Linked DNA regions of Danio rerio: region 1 is linked to region 2. Evidence: chromatin contacts called from public Hi-C data. All regions are on one chromosome and are shown on one strand. The core of a region is the stretch at or near the end of the contact, and the rest is flanking DNA. Distances in the headings are between cores, read along the strand shown. Region 1 has its middle 350 kb from the start of igfbp5b. Region 2 holds the start of igfbp5b (insulin-like growth factor binding protein 5b).

Region 1 (4,526 bases), core at 210-2,709, 350 kb before region 2:
TAATATCTTTTTGTTTAATTTTTTGTTTAATTACAAAAAGGCATGTTGGTCTACTACATATTTAATTAAATAAATAAAAAAAAATAATAAAAAAAACACTGTGTTATTTAGCATTACTGCTACAAGAATAATTATTATTGATTATGTTATTTGTTTACCAGAACTTTAATAAGAACTGGCGGGAAATATTATATATATATATATATATATATATATATATATATATATATATATATATATATATATATATATATATATATATATATATATATATATATATATAAGCAATATCACACTAGTAGCAGTGCAATGTATATCTGCAATGGTGGGATGCGTGCATTAGGAGGCTGGCTTAGTGTCCGATTAGTGTTCCGATTCAAGAACTGTTGTATATAAGTATATAGAATAAAATATATGAATAAAATATAGTTTATTATTTTTAATCAATCAATCAGTCAAATTAATAGTATTACTAGAATCATCTGTTAGTATTATTTTAATAAACTTGAGGTTACTATTATTTTTTTTTCATGTTAAGGAAAGGTTTAATGTTGCACCACATGTTTTGCCCATTGTATAATTGTAATGTTAATTTGTAGTGTTAGCCAATAAGTGTTAAAAAAAAAATCCCAAATTATGAAGAAACTCAAACCAAATTTATAAAATGCATCCTTAAAATTCAGCAAAAAATAAATAATTAAGAGTTTGCATAAATGATCAAATAAATAGACCTCAGATCAATTATTTGAATAATATATCAAGGTGGGCGGTGGTTAGCACTGTCGCCTCACAGCAATAAGGTCACTGATTTGAGTCACAATTGACATTTCTGTCTTTGCATGTTCTTCCCGTGTTGACGTGGGTTTCTCCGGGTGCCCGTGTTTACCCCACAGTCCAAAACACATGTGCTATAGATCAATTGGGTAAAATAAATTTGCCATAGAGTACGTGTGTGTGTGTGTGTGTGTGTGTGTGTGTGTGTGTGTGTGTGTGTGTGTGTGTGTGTGTGTGTAAATGAGAGTGTATGGGTGTTTCCTAGTACTGAGTTGCAGCTGAAAGGGCATCTGCTGCTCAAAACATATGCTGGAACAGTGGCTGTTCATTCTACTGTGGCGACCTTTTAAAAGAAAACAAATTAATTAATCAAGTTTTTTTTTTTTTTTAGGTTAATGGCTTTTCAATTTTAGATCTTGGCAAATTGCAGCAGCACAAACTTCAACTCTGAAAAATAAAACACTCTCCATTTACTCTCATCGATCTCTATTAGAAACATTTGAGAAATAAAAGAGATTTGACTGTGAATTTTCACTGAAGCGTCAGGCATCTCAGCAGCAGTCGTGTATGGTCACAGCAGACCACTGCGGATCTGCTGTTGGAATTGGATGTGAAAGCAGTGCGTAACCTTTTCATCTTCACACAGCCTTAAAAAGAGCATCAGAGGGGTGTTTCCAATAACAAATCCACAATGCAGAGTTCAGCGCGGGGTCAACACAGCATCGCAGACCGCAGTCAGAGGAGCTTTACAGTTCCCTATAGCGCTCGCCCGACAAATGAGACAGACAGATCCAGAGTCAGCCCGATATCGGCTCTCCTCAAACCACAGAGCGTCTGTTCAGAAACACAGATCAGCAGTTCACAGAGTTCAGAGTTCACTCCTGGAATGCACAAAGTTAATTAGTACTAATAAGTGTCTGGAAGAGTTTTGTGGGTTTAAAAAAGAAAGGGTCATGTCTCCCGTCTTAATAATTTCATAATTAATTTCATATTCAAAGTCGCATTTACTTGTGATGAGGAAAATATTTAAGATAAATGTTTTCATTTATTACATTCTAACAAGACAACGGACCTTTTTGAACTATTTGACATCACATCCTTTATTACACAGCATAACGTGTCAATGAAAAAAATCTATATTAATAATAATTGAGAATAATTGAGAATAATTGAGTATTCATACAATATTTTTTTTTCGGCTTAGTCCAACATCTCAACCATTTGGTAAAGGCAGATATTTTAGAGATTATGGGATGTGTTAAAAAATGCATTAATTGTGTTAACTACCGACATTAGGAGTTAAGAAATGAAATAAAAAAAAATAAAATAAAATCTTTAGTTGTGACACTTAAAGGACTATTTGTAAAACAATTTAGTTTTTTAATACAAAAGTAAGATATATGAACTGTACCCTTATTTTGACCTGCTCAAACAAAACACTTTTTCTGAACGTATCAATTAAAACTCCAATACATGCACAGAAGTCTGCATGAGCATATATAGCAAATAAACTAATGTAAATATTATCCTTCTTGCTTTTTGAGCGCTGACAGGTGAGGTCTTATAAATTGTTGAAGTTGTTGTCTTCACCTGCTCAACAGAAAGGGCTGTGATCGGCTTAAGAAATTAAATCGATGTTCACCGATGGCGGGAAGAACAGCTGTGTTCAGTCTATATGCGCATAATACGCAGTTATCAGAGGTAATCCATAAAAGACAAAGTGGAAAAAACCTGCTCCTCAGGCACGCTCTTGTCTGGATCCACAAGTATCGCTTTAACAGCCAAGAGGAGAAGAAAGGTTACCTCACAAACAGGCCAGCGGGTCAAATGTCCAAAGTGAGAGAGAGAGAGGTAAATATGGCGCTTTAAAACATTTCCCTGTAGTAGTGAATTAGCAGCATGAGCTGTGCCACCTTCATTGTAGTAAGAGCGTTATTTACTCGCCCCCTTCGCCATAGTATTCTACTGCGACATCGCACATTGGAGATAAATGACGTCAGTACGTATTAACCGGTTATGATCTACTACAGAACCAATATCAATAATTTTGACACCCCTAGTAACGATTAACGATGCAGCACATAAAAAAAAAAAACTATAAAAGTATTAAACTCATCGAAAATATGTACTGAAGTAAAAGTGGAAGTAGGAGAAAAAAAAACAATACTCCAGTAGAGTACAGATACAGCCTTTTAGTACTTAACAGTAGTGAAGTAGTTCTACTTCATTACTATACATCTCGTCACATTACAACCTGCTTTCAAAAGAACTACAGTTTAAATTAAAAGTTAATTGGAATGTGATTTGATTTCAGGCTGTATGACAAATAAAGCAAATGGGTATATAAATATATTGCAACCAGCATAGCAAAACTAGTTTTTGAGCCAAATCACCTACTGTGCCTTTTACTGCTAAACAAGCAAACTATACTATACGCGCATATCTATCTCTGAGTGTCTGTGCTCCTATAGGCCTCGATGGAGCTGTGAATGAAGATGTCTGTTTGGCCTGCTCTTATGACTCGACCCCTATGGCGGTAAGTGAACACGCAAGACGGGCTCCGTTTCCAATCATGTCCCGCATCGGCCGTGTGGCTCCTGAAATTCGGCTCGGGGTGAAATTAAATGGCTGGTGTCATAAAGCCAGCAGACAATGGAGCCATTCAGACGCCGGAGTTTCCTTCAAGCGAACGCAAACACGATACTTCTGATTCAGCACTCTCTCCTCAATGTGCTCCATTCTTGCTCTTCTCCCACTGCGCTCGCCTCCTCAAAAGAGTAAATCGGCCTCCGTCACACTCAAACACGGCCATTGTGTCGCGTTTTAATGGTGATGAAGCTGATGAACATACAGTAGATTGAAGAAGCGGAGGCAATAGATAATTTGCTTGCTGCGAAATGTTAAGTGGGGGGAAAATATTAGCATTTTTTTTTAATGTAAATATTTGGTCACATTTTACAATACGGTTTGATTTGTTAATGGTATTAGGATGCATTTATTATCATGGAATAGAAATTAACAATACTTAAAACAAGCAAAATTGTCTGCCAACGGGGCATGCAAAATATTGTTTTTCATTGACATAAGAATATTTTGCTTACCAAAATGGCTGATTATTATGCTTGTATTATTATACTGGTTAATTTTGAAAAAATATTTCTGAAAACAAGATCAAATTTGTTGTTTGTCTAGAAATTGCTTCTTGATTTAAGAATTTTAGATATTACAAGAACAAAAATCTAAGCAAGAAAAACATTTGTTTTTTTCCATTTTTGAAAATCTTTGCCATTAAATAGAGTGTTGTACATTTAATAATAATAATAATAATAATAATAATAATAATAATAATAATAATAATAATAATAGTTACAATCCCAAGATTAACGAGAATGTTATTTCTCATAATTATCTACTCAATCTTAGGGCCCTTTCATACACCCGGCGCAATAGGGTGTTTGCTTTTGTTGCTATTTTCAGACCAGCGCAACCCATATTTTGACATTTTGCACCAAGCTTTTTAAATAGCAAATCTATTTGCGCCACTTTGTGGACTTATGCGTGTGCCAGTGTAAAAAGGATCTGTGTTAAGGCGCATTGTTGGTGCATTACTATTGAGAAACTAAAATAGACTGCGCCATTATCCAAGTAAAAGCTGGTCTAAAGTCCTGCACAGAGGGCATTAGTTATTTGCTTATGCAGGTCCAAATATTTACACATTTGCATAATACAAAGCAGGGATACAATCAGCCAGC
Region 2 (4,620 bases), core at 1,297-3,796:
ACGTGAGTGGGTCACGTGATGATAACAAAATGGCGGATGTAGTAAGTCCGAGTTCAATTCGTACTTCTTACATTCATACTGTATAGAATATACTTTTCTAACGGTCGAGTAGTACATTTTAATTAAAATGCAGCACCTACTAAGTAGTAGGACGCAGCCCATGACATGCTGCCCCTGTTAAGTTTTGTCTTTTGCATATTTAGTCATTCATTCATTTTCAGTTCGGCTTAGTCCCTTTATTAATCTGGGGTCGCCACAGCCGAATGAACCACCAACTTTCCAGCATGTTTTTTACGCAGTGGACGCCCTTCCAGCTGCAACCCATCTCAAGGAAAAACCAATCACACTCAATCACACAGATACATACACAACGGACAATTTAGCCTACCGAAAAATCACCTATAGCGCATGTCTTTGGACTTATGGGTGAAACTGAAGTACCCAGAGGGAACTCACACAAACACAGGGAGAACATGCAAACTCCACACAGAAATGCCAACTGACCCAGCCGAGGCTCGAACCAGCGACCTTCTTGCTGTGAGGTGATGCTACCCACTGTGCCACCATGTCATCCTTCGCTGATTTAACTTTTTTTGGAAATAAAATAAATATAAAATAATAGCACAATATAAAGATAATGAAATAACTCTCAAGCTATCTGTATATTATTAAGAGTACTTAATTTTTGCTATGCTTCACCATAGGATGTATTTAGGGTAGAATTCAGTAAATATGTACAAAGAAACAGGGAAATAACTAATAAGCTAGTGAGCCCTTATATTTATCCAAACATCAAACTATATAAATGTATCTATTGTCTTCAAACATGGTAAACAAAGTTTTTTTACTGCTTATTTGTCAACTAGCCATGTATCAAAACAGCAAGTACATTCTTAACAGCTGATGTCTGTCCATTTGATTCCTGAGTGTGTACAGCAGCACTGTGTAAATCTCCAATAATGAAACATTCAGCAATCATTTCACACACACACACACACACACACACACGCACACACGCACACACACACACACACACACACACAGAGAGAGCCTCTTAGCATTGCTAACAGCTCCTTCTAGCGGTCGAAATCTCCACTAGTCGAACTAAAGCTGCAAGATACTCCACACAGACACACTAGCTGGTTAAAACAAGAGACAGCATGTATGAAAGACCCAGAACAATCAAATGAAGTGAAATATCGTGCGCAGTTCTTTAAACTTGGTATCATACATCTGACAAAGAGATTCCAAAGCAAAACAGAGCAGCTCGTTTCACAGCACTGATGAACTTTACATATGGGACATGTGCAAATGCCATTTTGGAGCGCTCTATAAGGCAAATCAGGGACATGTAAACACAGCAGAGGGCCACTTGGACACTGAGCGAACGGCATGATTAAACAATCGTGTCTGCTAAATCTCATCTTTTCTAAATTGTGGTTTCGGTAGTTCAGAGTTTGGAACAGGTGGGTGTAGATTGCCTATTCTTAAACTACCACCGAGACCACTGTAATTAAAGCTCAAACGAGACTTGGCAACCGAAGGAAAGCCTCTCTGCATGACAGAAAAGAGATTTACCACAGTATTTGCCACACACCTCAGCTGGTTTTAATTGTGCGCTGCGGCGATGGGTATATGAACTTCACTGCTGCAGTCAGAAGTTATTGCTGCGCATTTATACGAGTTGTAACACCATCGGTTTAACCATTTAAAGTTACATGTGTGAAATCTCACTGTTATGAGAAGAAGTTAGTAACACCGGTTACATCTGGCATTTAAATTGCTTTGTAATGAACACAAACGAGTACAAAACTTAGTGTTTTCTACATTTTACTTAAATAGAGATGTGTTATTAGGAATGAATATAAAACTCACATGGTCAGAATTATTGGTTAAAATGGGAGTAGTTGAGATTTGAGCATGGCATAATCGTTCCCTCCAAGCACACTTTGTACTTGACATTAAAGTGAGCAGTTTATGGATAACTGCTGGATTTTAATGTGTAAAAGACTAAAGCGGGGATATTGTGTCAAAGTTTGAGACGCACAGAGCAAAGCGACACAGCGTTGCAGCAGACGCTGAACCGAAACACATCTACCCCTACTCAAACATGTTCTCTGCGCGCACTAATATACGGGTGGTGCCTATATCAGCAGAGCGATCCTAATCGTGCTCTTTTGTGTGTACTCTTCATAACGCATGTGTGAGCGAGCGACTTTATCTTGTCACATACATGTTTCCATCTGACGCGGAATCTGTTGGAAAGCCGACGAGTTCCGTGCACGAATCTGTCGCTCTACCAGCCGCAAAGTGCACGGAAGATCTCAGAGGAGCATATCTTCGATTTTGCATGGATTTGTGTTTTGCTCTGCGCTCTTGGCATCACTGCGTAAAAGACTGATCCTATTGCCGAGGGGGGAAAAAAGGCGCTGGCGCTGCGCCACGATCTGGCAAGTGCGCCTCCCTTCACCGCTGTTTGGCTTATTCATAGTTAGGGGTTTGGGTTTGGCTGTTTTTAAAAAGGCAAGCACTGCTGTGAAGTTGATCAGTCTGCTCAGAAAACTTCTAGAGGGGAAAGTGTTTTGGAATCGGAAAGTCCAGAATTTCAGTGCGCAACAACTTGTGCACAAACTGGACTACTGGAGAATACTCAAGTGAATCTTTTTTAATATATTTATATTAAAAAATCCACAGGATTCTTTCATCATCATTATCATCATCAACGTTATCATCATCATACTTTTTTTAAAGAGACTATTTTTATTTTCTCGTTTTTAAAACCCCAACCTGTGTTTTCACTTTGCATGCGGACTTTAACTCGAATCTGAGCCAGACGTCCATGCGCCCTCATATCTAGTTCTTGCTTCTTTTTAATTTCCATCGGACCTCATTCACATTGACACGAAGTATGGCTCTTCTTGTGCTGGGTACATTTCTGACGGTGTTGTCCGTCAGCGGAGGCTCTTTTGTACCGTGCGAGCCGTGCGATCAGAAGGCGCTCTCCATGTGTCCTCCGGTCCCGGTGGGCTGTCAGCTAGTGAAGGAGCCCGGCTGCGGCTGCTGCTATACTTGCGCTCTGGCGGAGGGGCAGGCGTGCGGGGTGTACACCGGTACATGCACACACGGGCTGCGCTGCCTGCCGCGCAACGGCGAGGAGAAGCCGCTTCACGCCCTGCTGCACGGCAGGGGAGTGTGTACGAACGAGAAGGGATACAAACCACCGCACCCACCCATTGGTAAGTTGACTGGGAAGCAGTGCGCCTTTGTTGCACGGAAGCATTGTTGCGTTGAGATCGTGTATCTGGTGGGAACTTTGTGGCTTGCTCTGATCCTGTTTTATGGCGTGCGCATGTTTCTGCATGAGCTTTTCTGTGTTGTGGCCGGTCTGCGCAGCTCCCTGCTTTTTTTTTTCATCATATTCCAGCGCAAGGATTAGCAAAGCCTGTTTATGTTTCATCCAAAGCCAATTATTAACAAACGATTTCCAAAGTCATCCTAGATGTTGGCTACAGTGCAGCGGGAGCACCGCGTTTTCTGGGAATGTACCATAGTATTTGTGGAACCATTGTGCAAGTACTATTGCACCACTTATGTTTTAATATTTGGATGTAGATTGTTTGTTTTATTCAAAACCATTATTATTACAAGCACGATTGCTGTTGAAAATGTATTGGGCATACAATTGGGCTCAGAGCTACCACTTTTGTAATTTAACATAGTAGTACCATAGTATTGCTTTAAAATTACCTACCATATAATGGCTAAAATAGGCATACAAATGCAATACACTGATAAAGCAATGCATAATTATATTGCTATCTGATATTTTCTTCATCTAAAGTAGAAACTGCAATCATAATATGAACATAAACATGTTTATGAATAAAAGCATTAACATATGATAGTGAATTTCAATATATAGTGAATGTTTAAAGCTGCTCTGATGCTGCATTTCATTTGCACAGACGCAAAGCAGCATCAGACTCACCAGAACTGCATAATTTATGCTGCCCAGAACTCTAAAGACGCCTCAAGAAAGACAACTCCAAACTGTTTTTCTGAGTGTGTGTGTGTGTAGTTATTGCTTGATTTGGCTGTGGTGCTCTATTGACATCAGCAACTCCTCCATTGTTATGATCACACCTCTCATCATTGTATGGTGTACCCACGCCTCATGATATTCTTGATTGAGATTCTAGGTTGCTCTGAATTTAGGTCTAAGTCTGTGGGTGGTGTTGAGAGTCGGATTACCGTTCAAAGATTAAATCCAAGGGGAGGGAGGGTGGCCGTTCTGGGTCGACAACTCTACCTGTGTGCAAATATCACACTTTGCGAAGAGAAATTGTGCACAGCGTGCATGTTTATTTACATGTATGCATTTGACAGATGCTTCTATTCATGCTCTCCCTGGGATTCGAACTCTCAGCTTCAGGGTTCACAGCTCAGTGCTCTACTAGTTGAGCTACACGAACAGAAGCGCCACATGAGTATACAGAACTGCCTTGTAGACTTCACGTATTAGACTTTGAAATGGTTGAACATTTGTACACAAATACAACCCCCTCACACACAGGTGCAGAAACCTGTTTGTCTCAATCTGAAGGTCTCTGATGAGTGCGG

What was found. Hi-C and Micro-C count contacts between places; a contact is called where the count stands out from the background.
Region 1: a Hi-C map of an unstated tissue shows a contact between it and region 2, with 4 times the contacts expected there. The contact joins the enhancer-like site here to the promoter of igfbp5b in region 2. A contact is called at or near these places in 1 of 18 Hi-C or Micro-C datasets (an unstated tissue) and 1 of 4 datasets of contacts at active chromatin or transcription factors (caudal fin).

The regions. Positions count from the first base shown.
Region 1 is chr9:49,007,789-49,012,314 of GRCz12tu, reverse strand. No RefSeq gene overlaps it. Among named protein-coding and RNA genes, the nearest start is that of igfbp5b, 350 kb to the right of the region's middle. Within about 2 kb of position 1,459, at least 6 of the 62 cell types and tissues checked have an H3K27ac peak or open chromatin away from gene starts, as enhancers often do.
Region 2 is chr9:48,654,072-48,658,691 of GRCz12tu, reverse strand. igfbp5b (insulin-like growth factor binding protein 5b) reads left to right here and starts at 2,546. Exons shown (of 4, transcript NM_001126463.1): 1 at 2,546-3,236. The coding sequence starts at 2,909. LOC141376210 (a long non-coding RNA gene) reads right to left here. Exons shown (of 2, transcript XR_012385640.1): 2 at 2,741-4,620.